Regions from separate parts of the Mus musculus genome. Here all the other regions are linked to region 2. A link is a contact called in public promoter capture Hi-C data. All regions are on one chromosome and are shown on one strand. The core of a region is the stretch at or near the end of the contact, and the rest is flanking DNA. Distances in the headings are between cores, read along the strand shown.

Region 1 (2,700 bases), core at 46-2,545, 1.3 Mb before region 2:
CTCAAAATCAATCATCAATCAATCAATCAAAGGGTGTTTTAGAGGTTTCTATGTTTTTTTTTTAAACTTGATAAATCTGTCAACCCTATTTTGAGGCTGACTACAGCTTTCCCAGGTTTGTCAATTATAGCCTAAGAAATCACAGGACTGAAGAAGTTTAAATGTGTGTATGGTTAATCAGTTTCACTGGATTTAAAGTGCATTTCTCCATTTGTTTGACATGCATTCTCAGACTACTAGAAGAATTTGGTAGGCAAGCCAAAACATTTAATAGATTCTTTTTTTTTTCAATGCAAAAATGGGGAAACGGGGCTTGAATGATTGCTCAGTAAAAAAATGCTGGCAACTACCTTTGATCCCAGCACTAGCGAGGCAGAGGCAGCAAGATCTCTGTGACTTGAGGCTAGCCTGGTCTACAGATAAAGTTCTAGGAGAGCCAGGGCATGTTAAACAAATTTTTCTTCTTTTAAAAAAAAAGAAAAAAGAAAATTGTCCCAGCACTCGGGAGGCAGAGGTAGGCAGATTTCTGAGTTCGAGGCCAGCCTGGTCTACAAAGTGAGTTCCAAGACAGCCAGGGCTATACAGAGAAACCCTGTCTCGAAAAACCAAAATTTAAAATAAAATAAAATTGGATAGGGGCTGGTGAGATGGCTCAGTTGATTAAGAGCACCGACTGCTCTTCCGGAGGTCATGAGTTCAAATCCCAGCAACTACATGGTGGCTCACAACCATCCCCAATGAAAAAGAATCTATGAGCTAGGGCTGAGCGAGTAGAGCAGGAGACAACAGGGCCAGAGCAAGAGGGACAGGCCTGGAACTCACACTGTAGACCAGGCTGGCCTGGAGCTCACAGAAATCCACCTGCCTCTGTCTCTGCAGTGCTGGGATAAAAGTGATGGGCCACCACATCCCTCAATATAGATTTTCTTTGTTTGAGACAGGGTCTCACTCCATAGACCTTGACCTCAGGAGATACCCCTGCCTCTGCCTCCCAAGCGATCCATTCCAAGTGCACCACCATGCCCCGTCCGTGCTGTGCACTTTTGTGAAAAAAAGATCAGTCCTAAAGTTCGTTGATCTAAAAGATCAATTCTTAAAGTTGAAGAGGGCTGTCGTCGAAAAACTCACTGAAACGAGACTGTGTTGGAGAGCCACAGCACGCTGGATAAAACACCACTCCAACTACCGCCCAGCTTCCCCGGTGTCTCGTCCTTTAGGAACAAGCACCCAGCGCCCCTCAGACGCTCCGCGCTCTTTCTCCGCAAGTTTTCCGCCTGCCGCATTCCTTCCCGGGCGCGTCGGCGCGTCGCGCGTTGACGTCATGACGCACACACGCAGCCCCGCCCATGCAGAGCTGAGAGCCTGGACGGAACTGGGCTCGCTCTCCTGTTGGGAATGTGAGGCTCTCGGTACGGTCGTGGTCTGCGTTCGTCCGGATCTTCCGTGGCCGCCGCTACCGCCGCTACCGCCAGCACCATCTGCCCTCAGGCCGCGCGCGCACGCAGAGGCCCGGCAGCCGGGTCCGAGAGGCGCGCGCACGCCCGCTCGCCCGCGTGGTCGCCGCCCCTCGGAAGCCTCCGGAGCCTCACACGGGTTCGCTACGGAGGGAGGCGGAGGCCTGCGGGAGGAGGCGGAGGAGGAGCGAGGGAAGATGGCGGCCGTGGAGCTCGAGTGGATCCCGGAGACGCTCTACAACACCGCCATCTCCGCTGTCGTGGACAACTACATCCGCTCGCGCCGCGACATCCGCTCCTTGCCGGAGAATATCCAGTTCGACGTTTACTACAAGGTACAGGCGATCTGTTCTATCGGACCCCGCCGCTGCTCCTGGGCCGCACCCCCTTCCACGTCCACGGCCCGGCCTGTAGCTCTCGAGGTAGCGTCGGCTGCGGTGGCCGCTTTCCGATACGCCGCCACCCCCGCGTCTGCCTCCCGGTCTGTGCGGCCCGGGGGGGTTCTTGTGTGAGAGCTATCCGCCATCCCCTTAGGGGCCCCAGGGTAGGCCTGCGGGAATGCCTGACCCAGCCGAGTCCCACCCGGTCCTCTAGTCGCTGGGGTATTTTCTGTCTTCTCTAGTGTTTGTATCAGCTGGACTTTTTTGTTCCGCTCCACCCCTAATTCTCCCTACTTTGTCATCTCGTCGATCCTCTTTACCCGAGTAACTGCTTTCTTTCTTTTTCTTTTTTTTTTCCCCTCCCTTCTCTAATCCGAGTTTCGTCCCTTTCCTTTCTTTCAATCCGAAATGATTTAGTTAGGGCTTAATGAAAATGGTCTGTGGGCTTCATTTGCATATCCTTGAAAGCTTTTTTGTGTGGTTTCTAGGTTTGTTTTGGTTTTTCGGTTTACACTTTGGGTTAAATTGGGAATTTTACTAATAGATTAGTAATAGACTGGATCTTTAGAAAGGACGCAGTGAAATTCCCTGAAAGCAAGAAGTAGAAATCTGAATTATACCAATGTGTATGAAAAGTGCGATTTTGCAGCATTCTTGCGTCGCTCCCTCTCAAAAATCTGCACAGAAAGTCCCAAGTTGCTCTCCAAGGAGTTTCAAGGGTAAGTGTTCATAGACGTGGACAATTTTTGCAGTGTTCTGAGAGGGAGGAGAACTTTATGGACTCGGAGCCTCCCTTTTCCTCTCCCCCACGTTTGAGTGTGAACACTGGCCTTATTCAGGGATCCTTGCTTTGAGTCAGCGAGAAT
Region 2 (2,700 bases), core at 158-2,657:
TTACAGGCATTCTCCAGTGCAGCTCCTTGGACCAGTGGCATTAAAATACTACAAACCAAACTGAGCAACACACTGAATTTTTCTGTGCCCAGGGGGTCTTCCTTTTTTTTTTTTTTGAAAACATTTGTGCCTAAAACATGAAATTCTTTGAAAATTTCTAGGACTGGTCCCATTATTACTCATACATTTGATTAGATTAATAGAATGCCACTTTAGAAATTGTCATCCTGTATATATTCTGCAGGCAAAAGCAATTTCTAATGCTCACTAATGAAAGACCCCAACGAAACAGTGACAAAACCAGAGGAGGAAGGAAAATGTTTTAAGTTTAAAGTCAAAGACTGTAGAGGAAGCAGAAAACCTGGCCACACACCGTTGCTTTATTCAAGTGACTGCTTTTTTTCCTTCCGTGAATGAGTGTGTGTGTGTGTATTCACAATATGCACCTGAAGGAGACGGTTACTTTAAAATCTTTTACACATTTGAAGTGTAGGTGATTCCAAAATTAAACTATACATTAAAAAAAAAACCCAAATACTTCGCTTTCCAAAGATAACTTAGGATATTTAAAAATAAAAGCTAATTTTATCTCGGAATGTGTGTGCTATATGTCAGCTAATTAAATAAACACAAACTGAGTCATGATAGAAAGGGGAGCAGACTTTCTGGAATCAAACATTTTGTCAAATGAAAATGAACTTGAGTTACAAACACCCCTTTACCATTCTGGATACAGGGAGCATAGCCTAAAAATTATCTGAAATAGAACAAAGAGCAGATTTTTATTTTTAAAAGGAGCTCAATAAAGTCTGGAAGCTTTTGTTTTAAGAGGAGCATACTGCTCTTGGTCAGTGAATTTTCTTTGTTTCAAAATGTCTATTTTAAAAGGAGTCAGACAAATGTTTTTTTCTACTAAACGGGCTTTATCTCAAGACAATTACTAATTCAAAGGTCTTCAGATTTTTCTATTTGTATGTGAAGAAAAGAAAAAAGGACTGGACAGGACGCTCTATGAGAGGAAAGACAGTACTGTACAGTCTTAAAACGGTTCCTCCAGCTTTGCGACTAGACCGTCACAGCCTTCGCTCCGACAGCAGCTCGAGCCCAGCAAGCCTAGCAGGGACTCGCGGGCGCTCGAGGCCCCGCGGCAGGTGCGGTGGCGCCTGCACCCGAGCGCGCTCCCCGCGGGTCCCCAGGACGCTCGCGCCCCGCAACCGCCGCCCCTGCGCCCGGCCCCACCTGCCCACCCCGCCGACCATGGCTGCCCACTCCGCCCGCCCCGCCGACCCACCTGCCTGCCCCGCCGGGCCCCGCGCCCGCCCCCGCCGCGCCGCTGGCTCCGGCTCCCGGCCGCAGCGCCATCTTGCTCGGGGCCGCCGCCGCGCCAGCAGCTGTCAGCCGAAGACAGGCACTTCCGGGGCAGACACCGCCCCACCAAGTCGGGGCCGACGACGGGGCGGGGCTGCGCGCCCACGTGACTTCATGGCCCCCGGGCACGAGCGGCGCGCCCCGGTGGCATTCTGCAGGAGACACAGCACTGCGGCTGGTGTAGTTAGTTTGCAAACCCGGATCTGCACTAATGCACACAGTAGGTCCTGATATAACCAGATGATGGAACACAGGTGCTTTTCTGCTGTTCCTTTACACAGCAGTCGGATCCTAGAGGGCCTTTACAGCTGTTTCCCTTGGCACTCTCTCTTCAGCATCTATTACAGACACTGACAGTACCTTTTACTTAAGTCAATCTAGAGCATACATGGACCCAATACACACGAAGAGGATATCCTCCAAGGTGCCCTACTCATGTGGTCGGTTTTGCCATAGTGAGGCACCGTGAGCACATGCTGAACCTACACAGGGTATTTTTACTTTGACACCTCCAACCCTAACCAAGCTACCTGGAAGTAAAATGTGTTGAAAGTAAGTTTGTTAAGCTCTTAGATAATGGATCAATCACAACCAGTCCCTGCCACTTCTTGCCTTACAGCTTTCGCTGAGACAATTATAATAGGTTATTAGTTTACTAGACCAGTTTTATGTGCATTTAATAGTCTGATGTCCCTGAGTTATTACTGCTATTTTAGAAATGAGAAAAAAAAATCTTGAAAGAAGTTCTTGTAATATGCTCAGATCTTGGAGCTGCAGTGTGTCCACACCAATATGTCCTCAAAGTCCTTGGTCCTTTAACTAGGACCACGCCCACTATTTGTGAGATCTGTTTTCCTTGTTTGGTCTTGTTTACTATTTCACTTTTCCTCTTCCCTGGTCAAAGCTAGCATTTATATAGGAGAGTCCTTACTGATATGTATAGGAGTTTAAATCCATTCCTGACCCTTTTTTTAAAAAAAAAGCTGATACAAGTTTTGTAGCTACTTCATGGACTGGGTGGTTGCTCAGAAAAAATAAAGAGAAAATAACTGAATGGGGATTATCAACACGATCTGTTACCATCTCTATCTGCATCCGTCCAAGGACACTCCCCACCTGTGTTAAGAGTCTTGTTAGGATGCTTTGAGATCACAGCCCCATACCACATAATCGTTTCTATACTTCATCACTGCCGTTAGTTGCTAAAGAGTGGTGCTGTTAGCATACAAAGCTTCAGACACAGAGATAGGCACTTTTACTCTTAAAACACAGGAAAAGCTGAAGGTCTAAAATGAAAATGCAGCCGCAATGGTTTCAAGTGTATACCCACTT
Region 3 (2,700 bases), core at 163-2,662, 1.1 Mb after region 2:
TCACTTCTGTTTTGGACCTATTACATGTCTGTGGCTATCATTCATATCCAGAGATGGACAGTGTGGTGAAGAACCTGTGTCTCCAGCACGGCGCTCAGACCCATTTCAGAAATATCAGAGGATGGACAATGTTGGTGCGTCAAAGGAACGGAAACCAGAAAGGGAAGGGAGAAAATGATATACACCTTTGTGGAGGAAAAAGTCCGGAGAGAAGCGGAGCTCATAGGGAACTGCAGCAAAGCGAAGCTGCAGAAATAAGCAGGCAGGAGAAAGGGGCAAGGGGCGAACATCCAACTCAGGTGCCAGGGGTCCTTAGAAGGCGGGGCTCCCTGTACACTCCAGGTTGGAGAAAGAAAGAGTTTTGCATCTGAGTTCTGCTTTTCTCTGTGTGGAAGCTCGAAAATTACTTAAAATGTAGATCCTTGTTGATAACAAGCATATAACAGTACAGAGCGTGCTGGGGTGTTCTGAGAACTGGAAATAGCAAAGGGCTTATAAAGTGAGTCTGGTACGGATGCACATATTTTAGCTCTGGTTCCCTTCTGATAGTCTTTATTTTAAAATACAAGGGGTAGCACTGTGGTAGAGCACTTGTCTAGTATGTACAAAAATCCCAAGCACCAAAATATTGAATAAATCAAAATACAAATTGCTCAGGAAAACTCTGAGAGGTCTTTGATGGGAACCTGAAGCATAAGAAAATGATGTCACTAGACACCAGCCAGAAGAATTAGCATTTATATGACTTCCGTGACTAGGCATCTTCTTAGATCACTGGCTAATGATCCCCTATGCTACCCTGGTGTTTTATGCTTTACTAAGGCCTTTGTGCATTATCTCATTTAATGTGCGGGCCCAACCGGCCTTTCTGGGATGGGGAAGATATTGGAAAGGTTAAGTGCCTGCCAAAAGGTGCACGGGTGATGAACGATGGCTGGGTGGTTTCTTAGCAGTCGTTTTTATTGTACTGCAACCTTTCTCAGCTGTGTCCCCACCTTCCTAACATGAAAGTAGCTTATCCAAGGAGGAAAAGACAGGTTATGATGCCCCACTGAATTGGCTTTTAATATCGCCAAGAAACTTAATAAATTAGATGAGTCTGGGGTTCTGGAAATCTGTCGGGTACGATGAAACATGAAATCAAGGGTTCAATATTCAAACTTTACTATAAAGCTAGTTAGTGATCTTAAGGGACTTGCTCAAGATCACCACATAAGGGATTGGTTGGCTCGGCCTAGACTGGGGACTCCACACCTAGCCGGGCTCCGACAGAGGGCGCTCGCGGAGGCTTGCACTCTAGACCGCCGCGCGCCCGATTCCTCTCTATGGTGGCGGGGGCGTGCGCTCCCGCGGGGGTGGGGTGGAGGGCGGGGCCGCAAGCCGGGAGGGCGGGGCCGCACGCTGGACGGGCGGGGCCCACGCCGAGCCGCGGGGGACTGGGTTAGTGGGGGTGGACTTCCTGGGGCCGCCCGTGAGGATGTGGTTCGGGCACCCGGGCGCCCCTCAGGCGTGGAGTTGCGGCGGCCGCAGACCCCGCAGCCCCGCTGCCTGAGTGGCCGCGGTCGGGATCTGGCCTCTGCCGTCCCAGGTGTGGCCCGGCAGCGTCCGCGGCAGGTGAGGAGGCGGTGGCTGTGGCTGTGGCGGGTTGGGCTGGAGGATCCGGTGCTTCAGGCTGTGCTCCGGGGGGTGTGAGGATCCAGCTGCGCTCCGGGAGTGGGGCAGCCCTTTCCAGGAACTCCCCACCGCCAGGTCACCCCACACCTGTCCCATGAAAGTGCCGCAAAGCATTTCGTCTGTGTGCGCCGTAACCCGGGACGTGTGTCCTCAACTTGTACCCAAGTGTCGTAAGAACCCGGTAGGTCCTGGGGAAGGATGCATTTCTGTAGGACAGAAAACCGTCTACAGAGGCAGAGCTTTGGCGGCACTGGCTCTCTACCAGGAGGACCCTGGAGATTCGGAGTTTGGAGGTTAGATGGGAAGTTTGGGATGCTGCTCTCCCCTCCTCCCTCCTCCCTGCCAGAGTCTGCTGTCTGCCTCTTGGGAGTCGACCTCTGTCCCCGACGTGTGTTAGGTCGCCACTGTGTGGTCCTGGCCGAGACTCAGAGGGAAGTAGGGCCCCTCTCCAGCTGGCTGCCCAGGAGACATTTGACCGGGCATGGGGAAGTCTGGGTAGATCAGGGGAGTCCACAGCCTTTCCTGGCGTCTGTTTGAGCTCCGATTTAAGACCGGTAGAAAAAAACAACAGCAGCGTACTTCTTCCTTTTTTCTTTTTTTTTTTAAAGCTGTCATGGGGGTGGGGGGGTGCTGTTGTGTAATCGAGGAAGATTTCCACATTCCTCTCAGTCCACCACGGGGAAGATTATTCTTAGCTCGGAAATGGGGTTTTACCCACAACTCACACTCTGTGCCCTGGTTAAAGGCTAGAGTGACGCATGAACAAACACCCCAGGATGCGTGTGGCCTTCCAAGAAAATAGTAACCTCCTTATGTATGTTTTGGCTGGTGGCTTGGAGAACCGAGAGACTTCCTGTCGCCACTTTTGAGAGCTGCATGGTGGTTCTTGCCTTGACAGTTCAGTATACTGAAATGTGGGCAAGGCTGTTCGAATACTGTGGCATTTTTCTAGGAATGGAAGGGGACTATGTCCTGGGCAGTTTGTAGAGTTCTAAGACCAAAACTGGCCGTATATTTCCTTTGTGG
Region 4 (2,700 bases), core at 156-2,655, 1.2 Mb after region 2:
AGGTGTACTACTAAAGAAAGGGTTGGAGACCAAGCCTACCCATCTACAGCGGGGTGGGGAGGTGGGGGCAGATATCAGGCGACTTGGTTTTCTCCAACAAGGTGGACCCTAGCCAGACACCTTAGTTGGCCGATCCGATCCTCCCACCTCCAGCCCTAGAATTATAGGTATGAACCACCAAGCATGACTTCAGTTTATTTTCTATTATTTATTTTTCGGTTTTTTTGTTTGTTTGTTTTTAGATAGATTTTTCTATGTAGCTCTGGCTGTCCTGGAAGTCACTAGGAAGAGCAAGCTAGTGTTCTGAGTGCAGGGATTAAAGGCGTGTGCTACCACACCCGGCCCCAGTTTTATCTTAAAAAACAACAAAAAAACAACAACAATTACAACAGGACTAAGAGCTAGTTATGGTGGTTCTCGTCTGTAATCATATCAGAAGGCAAAGACAGAAGGATTGCTGTGCGTTCGAAGCTAGAAAGTCTGGTTTACTTAGTAAATTTCTGTCTAGCCAGGGTACGTCGTCAAGACCGTCTCAAAAGGAAAACAAGCAAGAAAACAAACCCCCCAAAGATTAGAACTACTTCATGGGGTGGTTAGGAAAACTACAAGGAGTACGAGGGCAAGCCGGACGTGGAGTTCTGAAGTTTGTATACCAAACTTGTGTATTTGACAATGTTCGACTTGGGGGAGGGGAGGTCCGTAACTGGCAGACTCAGGGGGTCACACAAGCCCTAACCGTTAAGAATCTGAGAGGCGAGTGAAGGCCGGCAAGGGCTGAGGAGGAGCTCAGGGCGAGTAGGAGTTCAACTTTCCGCAGAGTAGGGTGGGTAGGGTGTCGTATCGCCCATCCCGGGATACGACAAATAACTACCCGGGGAGACCGGCGCGAGGAGGCCGGGAGCCCGAAGAGCAAGCAGCACGCCGTTCTGCCCACAGGCTGTGCGGGCGAGCCGCGGCCGCGCAACAAGGCGGCGGAGAGGGACCGGCGGCGGCCCGGCCCCGACCCCCTGAGAATGCCCACTCTGGCATCCTGCCCTTCCCGGTGGCTGCCCAGGGTCCCGGGGGCCGCGGGCCTCCCGTGGGCTCCCGTGGGGGCGCCACGTCACGGAGGGTGTGCCCCCAGGCTGAGCGGCGGGCGGGGGAGGAGCCACGGCCACTCCAGCCACGCCGCGTTCGGCCCCGGCCCTCCCCACACGGCGCACCGCGGCCCGCCGCTCCGCGCCGCGCCGCCCCTCACCTGCCTTCTCGGCTGCCCTGGCTCTGACGCTCCGCACGAGCCACCGGACCAGGCGCCCACAAGGCCACGGGTCCCGCACGATGAATAGACCGCCTGTCTCTTTAAATACGGGTACTCCAGCCGGAGGCAGGGCGCAGGCGCAGTAACCGACTTGCGCCCTCGGACCCCGCCCCCTCCGGTCGCCACGTGGGTCGCTGTTCTATTCCTACCCGGAAATCTTGAACTGAGTGTTGGGTTGGAGTGGCGGCTTGGGGCGCAGCGTCCCTGAACTTCCTAGAGTTTCTCAGATTGTTAGATATTGAAGGTAGTGTTGAAAAATCATTGCAGTGATCCTAGGGATGGGAAGCTCGAGTCGTTCCACCTGTGTCTTCCGCACCGCAGGAGTTTTGCTGAATTAAAAGGCACTACTTTAATTAAAAAGGTAATTAGAAAATGTGAAGAACAGGGACTGTGGCCCCGTTTATGTCATTTAGCGAACTAGTGCTTCTAAACCTCAAATAGGCTCTGTGAGTTCAAGATGGCTAATTTTTCAAAAAATAAAAGTATTCAGGCCTTGTTCAGTCTGGGAAGGGCAAACAGTTGGGCTTTGTTAGGTAAATAAAGTGCAGATCGTGGAACTAAGTTCTATTTCTGAGGAAGAGTTTAGCTTTTTTTCCATAGGGAAAGAACGCTGTGAGGGGTCACTATAGTTGAAGCTGGTCAGGGGAGAGACTAAGACAAGCCGACTCACTAAAAGGCTGTTGTCCATATCAAAGTGGCCTTGAGATGGAGAGGAAGGTGTATGCTTGAATCTGTGTGAGGTGCTCAGTTATTTGTTCATAGAAATGAAGGGCTGATAGACGAGGTCTTTAACAGAACTGGAGAATGAGCCGAGGGAGGCTCTCTGGAGTTCAAGGTTGAGTGTCTGCTGTACTGAGGCCAGCTAGATCCTGGTGTTTGAAATGAGGTGAAGGCTCTTTGTTTTCTCTTAACTTGCAGCAGGATAAACCTGGGTTTGGAGTTCGGAAGGCCTTAGGCTCAAGGGCTCCAGTTGAGGAAGCGTGAACATTTTGACTGGAGTTGATCTTAACCCAATGGACTTTCCCTGTGCTGACCAACCCTTTCATCACAAGCAATATATTCGGTTGCTGAGCCCTGGAAATGTAAGCAGTCTGAAGTGAGAGATGCTGTAAATGAACACTGTACACTGACAAGTACCCAACACTTCCCCAAAGAGAGTAAAATACCTCATTAATAGTAATAGTGCATATATTCCAGTTATTTGCTGGCCAATTTTTTATGTGTTCGGTTAAAGAATATTTACTGTCACTCACCTGTTTGGTTTTACTGTCTTTGAACTAGGGCATCAGAAACGATGGGGCTGCGTGCTTAACTCCCATTGTTATGGCTCCAGCTCAGCACTCCACAGACAGAAAGCCTGTGGTGAGGAGCAGTGGGTATCTGCAAAGGCTTTCTCTTCTTAG
Region 5 (2,700 bases), core at 193-2,692, 1.2 Mb after region 2:
CAGAGTGACTTATATAAATATATACTTAGCTATGTGCAATATTTACAACTTAGATTTTACAACTGAAAAACCACATTGAACCTGTAAAGATGAAAAAGTTGGCAATTTGTGGTTATAATTTCAAAAATGTCAAAAACGGTTTTACCTCAAACATTTTATAATAAATAGCACCGCACACAGTACCATCCCCAAAGTATTACTCCTCACTGGCTTACTTTATCCCAACAATTAGGGGTATCCAAGGTCAGAGGAACCCAAGAACTTGGACACAGCACTTTTTAAGGGACAGCGGGGACTGATGGAAAGCTTGGGTCTTCAAAACCTTACAGCAAAGCCCCCTTTACCCTCCAGTCCTGAGACAGCAAATCCTGTAATTCTCCTTCGTCGTCACTGTCCACATTCTCCTCTTCCTTTTTCTGAAGTTCTTTTATGGTCAAAACCTCTTTAAGTTTGTTTTTTATTTCATCCTGGCGATTCCGCAGCTTTTCCACTCGGCGGTAACATTCTATCTGCTCATCAATCTCTCCAATCTGCCGGTCCAACCGTCCCTCCTCATCCTCTTCAGCAACGATCGCTTCAGAGATAGTGTTGACTTGCCTCATAGCCTTTTGAAACTCGTCCCACTCTTTGTCCATCTGATCCTTTGGGGCATCCACCTTCCGGACCTTTGCATCTACCTCAGGGTCGTCGAAGAACCCTTCTGGTAATGCTTCGGCGGTGTTCTCTCTTCTTTCCACCACTTTTTCATGTATTTCTGCTTTCTCAATGGACCCTGAATGAGGAACTAAGGGGGCCTTGGGAGGATTTGTATTAAACGGATCGTTTGGCAGCACATTGCTTGTTGTCTCCCTCGGAGAGGCAAGCGAGTGTTCTTTGCCCTGTGCATCCGGAAGATGCTTGCTGCTGTCCCTTCTTTCTTCTCCACCTCCCTCTTCTTCCTCCTCTTCCTCATCGTCATAATCAGGCAGTAAACCGAGTCCAGGTTTACTGGGGGCCGCCCTAGCGGCATCCAAGTTGGCGGACGAGGCTGAGGTGGAGGGCTGTACCTGAGGTCCCGCGGAGGCCTTGGCTTTCTTGGCGTCTTGGCTCTCCACATCCGTCGCTCTCCTCTTGGTGGCCTGAGGTACAGTGCCGGTCGACGGGCCCTGGGTTGCTCCTTTGGCGCCTTTCAGCTCCGCTACTCTCTCCCGGTGCTGCTTTCCCAGAACATGGGTCTGCCACAGGAGCTCGCTCTTGACCGGGGTGTTACACAGTGCGCAGCTCAGCTGCCCCAGACGGTTGTACTTGGCGAATGGAGATTCGATCCTCTTCCGGTTGGTGCTCAGGCGCTGCTTCTCCCTCATCAAGCGCCTCAGTTCTTCCTGATTCACCACTCGCTTCCCAGCCGGAGTCCGAGTAGAGGTGGAGGACGCCATGTTTGCGCCCAGGACTCAGGCGAGTCTAGCTTCCGAGGCGTGATAGCGTCACTTCCTGTTATGGCGCCGATTGGCCCACACTCAGGAGTGTGGGCGTGGCGCCAGGGTTCGGAGTCGGCAAGTTTGGGGCTGGACTGTTGAACCATGGCTGCGATCAAAATCGCTAACCCTGGCGCTGAAGTGACCCGGAGCCAAGCGGCCTTGGCTGTGAACATCTGCGCCGCCCGTGGGCTGCAGGATGTGCTGCGTCCCACCTTGGGTCCTAAGGGCGCGCTAAAAATGTGAGATGCCGCTAGAGTGTGCGGGGTGTCGCGGCTCACTCTGATTCTGATGCTGATCAGTGAAAACCTGTGAGCAATGCTGCGACATTTAGACACCCGGTTTCCTCTCTCTCACTCCTGCTCTTAGGATTCTCTAGCCGAGGAAGAGAGCGCCTCCCCGAAGAAAAGACTCCGTCAATAGAAACTGTTAGCCTTGTGCGCGCGCTCAGCAGACGTTGGGCTGCAGCTCCGCCGCAGGCAGTATTGTTTTGACGTGGTGGAGTGGTACTGGCTTTGGAGCTAGGCAGGCATAGGTTCAAATTCAAGTTCCATTATCTTCCAGCAGTTGGGACTCTCCGCACCTACAGTTCTTCATGTTTAGTCATCCATTTGGACATATGTTTATTTAGCACCATTGTTTTACGAAGAAAGAAGAGTAGGGGAGATCAAAAGGTCTCTTGGGAAAGAGACACCCTGAGAGGAATGAGCAAAGTAGCGTTTATAGTAAACGAGTCCACTTAACACTAGATGCTGGAAAAACAGATGGGATAGTTTCTGTCCTTTCCTTTAAAAACCTGATTTATATTTACGTGTGCACATCTGTCTGAGTTTATGTGCATCAGGTGTGAGCAGATGCCCCCAGAGGTCAGAGGGTGACAGATCCCTAGAACTCGAGTTATAGGCAGTTGTAAGCCATTTGATATGGGTGCTGGAGACCAAGCTCAGATCCTCTTCAAAAACAATAAGTGCTTTTTAACTGCTGAGCCATCTCTCTAGCCTTTGAGATGGTATCCTTAAAGTGACATGGCAGTGACAGGTATGTCAATTATATAGAGATGCAAATGATTTTACAGAGGAAAGGGCCCAATTACCGATGATTGAAGGAAAATCCTCTCAGATATCAGGGGATGTTTGATCAGAGTTGTAGAAGAATGAGTGACAGGAATCAAGACCTCCTAGTGGTGTAAATCCACCAGAAATAAACATTATAATGCATTAAGGGAACAGAAAGACCTACTGTGGGA
Region 6 (2,700 bases), core at 189-2,688, 1.1 Mb after region 2:
CTGCTTTCATGGGATGGATCCCAAGCCTGGAACCTCATTTGTGGTCCAAGCAATGAGGTATTGACAAAGGATCCCACTGCAAGCAAAGAAGCTTTGGTTCTGTGGCGTTTGGATCAAGGGATCCTACATTCAATTCCTGATTTCATAATTCAGTCCACAAGCGTTTCTTCTGTGTCCCCTATATACCGGGGGACATGACTGATAATGAGGAAATGACTGAAAATGCCGGAAAACTTGGAAAACACAGGACAAGACAGACAGGGTCCCCGAAAAACCAAAAGGAAAAAAGAAAAAAAAGAAGAGAAAAAAAAGAAAGACAGGGTCCTGGGAAAGGCTTCCCTAAGTAATTGAACTAATCTATGCAAAGTTCTGAGAACACTATCTGGCAAAGAATAGAGGCTCAATTCGCTTTGTCGGATGAATGAATGTATGCATGTAGGAATGAGTATATTTAAGCCGAGAGATAAACAATGTGAAGAAGGCCAGAAGGCAGCGTCCCTAGCAAATGGAGTCGTTGTTCTCAGATGAGGAAAAGCCTCCAAAGAGCACACGGGTCCCTCTGGCCTTCTTCAACTTTTATTAGTCTCGTTTGTTTGTTTGTTTGTTTGTTTGTCTGAGACAGGGAGTTCTTTTGGAGACCTTCAATGTCCTGGAACTTACTCTGTAGACCAGGCTGGCTTTAAGTTCAGAGATCTATCTGCCTGTCTTTGTCTCGCAAGAGCCTGGATTAAAGGCATGTTCTACCACAACCTATTTAATAGTTCCTTATAGGCTCTATATTCTTTGAACTTGTACAAGAGGAGAGCAGAGACTCAAATCTGTCCACAAAAGTTCCAGACAGAATAAATTGCCTATGCAAAAGCAGATACAGGAGAGGGCCACACCTTGAAAGAGCTCAGAAAAAAAAAATCCCAAAACAGCTGGGCACCGCGGCCCATCCGATATTCCCAGCATCCCATCCTGGGAGGCACAGACAAGAGGATCATGGAGTTCAAGGTCTACTTAGGCTACACACCCTCAGCCTATCTCAATACATACATGCATACATGCGCGCGCGCGCGCGCACACACACACACACACACACACACACACACACACACACACACACACACACATACACAAACTAAATCCCACAAGCCCACCTATAAAAGTTTCTGCCTCAACCCAATAGTTTTCTGGTTTGTATTTTCACCCCTGCTGCCTGGACCCTGGAAGTGTCATCCTCCACCATCTCCTGCCTCTGTGAGCTAGGCGGGCAAATCAATTAATTTCTCTGAGTTTTGGAGACTAAAATTGGCCAGAATCGCTACTGTGAAAAGAAGGCGCGAAGGGAGGCCACCATTGGCAATCCCGGCCTCCGAGAGCGGCTTGACTCCTCCGAACACGAGAGGGCGCTGTAGCCGGAGGTTGCCCGGCGCGACATGGATTTAACGCTCCGTCTTTCCGCCTCGGTTCTCCTCCACGTGGGGACGCAGGATGGCGGCGGCGGTGGTGGTAGGTGTACGCGCACGGGGCGGGGATGCCGGGTCTCCGCGTGGGGTACCGAGGCCCGAGGGGAGGGGAGGGGGACTGACAGTCTCGCGGCTTGATTCTGCAGGAAGAGGCGGCGGCAGGCGACGTGCAGCGGCTGCTCGTACAGTTCCAGGATGAGGGCGGTCAGCTGCTGGGCTCCCCGTTCGACGTGCCAGTGGACATCACGCCGGACAAGCTGCAGCTGGTGTGCAACGCGCTGCTGGCCCAGGTGAGCACCCCAAAACGAAGCCACGGTGTTCCGGGGACCCAGCTGCTCACCGACAGTGTCGGTGGCGTGGATCGGCCCCAGGAAAAATGTTCTCCGCGCCGACTCACCTACAGACAGGCTGTGTTTTGAACGCGTCGGATGCAGTGTTTCCGTGACTTCTTGTCACAGCCCAACATAAGCATCCCCATTTTACAGAGATGCCCAGCGGGATTAAATTTGTCGCATGGTGGTATGCAGTAGTTGGGATTGAGCCGACTCCCGCTGAGGGCAGGCATTCATCCCTCCGAGCAGAGTTCCTCTTTACTCTGTTCTTGCCTTCAGGAGGAGCCCCTGCCCCTGGCGTTCTACGTCCACGATGCTGAGATTGTGTCCTCCCTGGGGAAGACGCTGGAGTCCCAGTCTGTGGAGACAGAGAAAATCGTCGATATCATCTACCAGCCCCAAGCTGTCTTCAGGGTCCGGGCTGTGACGCGGTGCACCAGCTCATTGGAGGGTCACAGCGAAGCTGTCATTTCTGTGGCCTTCAGCCCCACAGGAAAGTAAGGACATGGGCAGAATCTTTGGGATGTGGAGGTGTGTCCTCTGACAGGTGGAGAGGACCATCCTGAGTTATTATTCACAGGGTCTTAGGCTGCCTGCCTGTCATAGACTTGGGGTCTGGACTCACGTTGCAAGTAACAGACTTTCTTATTGGGGTTTGGTCCCCAAAGGCTAAGAATAGTACCTGGCTCAGAAGAGCCTATCTTGGTTTGAACTACTCCTTTCCGAAGTCAGGTTTCTGCATCTGTTACTTCCCTATGAATCCTTTCTTGTAGGACTCTAAGAATAAGAACAGTTGAGCCAGGTGGTGGTAGTCCACACCTTTAATCTCAGCACTCAGGAAGCAGAGGCAGGCGGATCTCTGTGAGTTCAAGGCCAGACTGATCTAAATAGTTCCAGAACAGCAAGGGCTACATAGA

The links. Promoter capture Hi-C pulls out the DNA fragments that hold promoters and counts their contacts. Capture Hi-C pulls out chosen DNA fragments and counts their contacts.
Region 1: a promoter capture Hi-C map of pre-B cells shows a contact between it and region 2, with 4 times the contacts expected there. The contact joins the promoter of Appbp2os here to the promoter of Synrg in region 2. A contact is called at or near these places in 3 of 39 promoter capture datasets (hippocampal neurons, liver and pre-B cells).
Region 3: a promoter capture Hi-C map of pre-B cells shows a contact between it and region 2, with 2.4 times the contacts expected there. The contact joins the promoter of Rffl here to the promoter of Synrg in region 2.
Region 4: a promoter capture Hi-C map of pre-B cells shows a contact between it and region 2, with 2.3 times the contacts expected there. The contact joins the promoter of Lig3 here to the promoter of Synrg in region 2. A contact is called at or near these places in 2 of 39 promoter capture datasets (erythroid cells and pre-B cells), 1 of 484 Hi-C or Micro-C datasets (CD4 T cells) and 1 of 9 other capture datasets (adipose tissue).
Region 5: a contact with region 2 is called in a promoter capture Hi-C map of pre-B cells, with 3 times the contacts expected there. The contact joins the promoter of Zfp830 here to the promoter of Synrg in region 2. A contact is called at or near these places in 2 of 39 promoter capture datasets (hippocampal neurons and pre-B cells), 1 of 484 Hi-C or Micro-C datasets (CD4 T cells) and 1 of 9 other capture datasets (liver).
Region 6: a promoter capture Hi-C map of liver shows a contact between it and region 2, with 4 times the contacts expected there. The contact joins the promoter of Nle1 here to the promoter of Synrg in region 2. A contact is called at or near these places in 2 of 39 promoter capture datasets (hippocampal neurons and pre-B cells), 1 of 484 Hi-C or Micro-C datasets (CD4 T cells) and 1 of 9 other capture datasets (liver).

What each region holds. Positions count from the first base shown.
Region 1 is chr11:85,233,761-85,236,460 of GRCm38.p6, reverse strand. Appbp2os (amyloid beta precursor protein (cytoplasmic tail) binding protein 2, opposite strand) reads right to left here and starts at 1,295. Exons shown (of 4, transcript NR_028329.1): 1 at 1,129-1,295. It overlaps Appbp2 (amyloid beta precursor protein (cytoplasmic tail) binding protein 2), which reads left to right and starts at 1,341. Exons shown (of 13, transcript NM_025825.3): 1 at 1,341-1,789. The coding sequence starts at 1,652.
Region 2 is chr11:83,963,138-83,965,837 of GRCm38.p6, reverse strand. Synrg (synergin, gamma) reads right to left here and starts at 1,407. Exons shown (of 20, transcript NM_194341.2): 1 at 1,292-1,407. The coding sequence starts at 1,362.
Region 3 is chr11:82,869,922-82,872,621 of GRCm38.p6, reverse strand. It overlaps Rffl (ring finger and FYVE like domain containing protein), which reads left to right and starts at 1,412. Exons shown (of 7, transcript NM_001007465.3): 1 at 1,412-1,614. It also overlaps a transcript of Rad51d not described here.
Region 4 is chr11:82,779,814-82,782,513 of GRCm38.p6, reverse strand. It overlaps Lig3 (ligase III, DNA, ATP-dependent), which reads right to left and starts at 1,405. Exons shown (of 20, transcript NM_010716.3): 1 at 1,238-1,405. Gm11423 (predicted gene 11423) reads left to right here and starts at 1,472. Exons shown (of 3, transcript NR_126067.1): 1 at 1,472-1,658; 2 at 2,216-2,379; 3 at 2,579-2,700.
Region 5 is chr11:82,763,087-82,765,786 of GRCm38.p6, reverse strand. It overlaps Zfp830 (zinc finger protein 830), which reads right to left and starts at 1,442. Exons shown (of 1, transcript NM_025884.4): 1 at 1-1,442. The coding sequence starts at 1,415. The coding sequence ends at 324. It overlaps Cct6b (chaperonin containing Tcp1, subunit 6b (zeta)), which reads left to right and starts at 1,466. Exons shown (of 14, transcript NM_009839.3): 1 at 1,466-1,696. The coding sequence starts at 1,560.
Region 6 is chr11:82,907,133-82,909,832 of GRCm38.p6, reverse strand. Nle1 (notchless homolog 1) reads left to right here and starts at 1,438. Exons shown (of 13, transcript NM_145431.2): 1 at 1,438-1,494; 2 at 1,598-1,741; 3 at 2,063-2,280. The coding sequence starts at 1,477.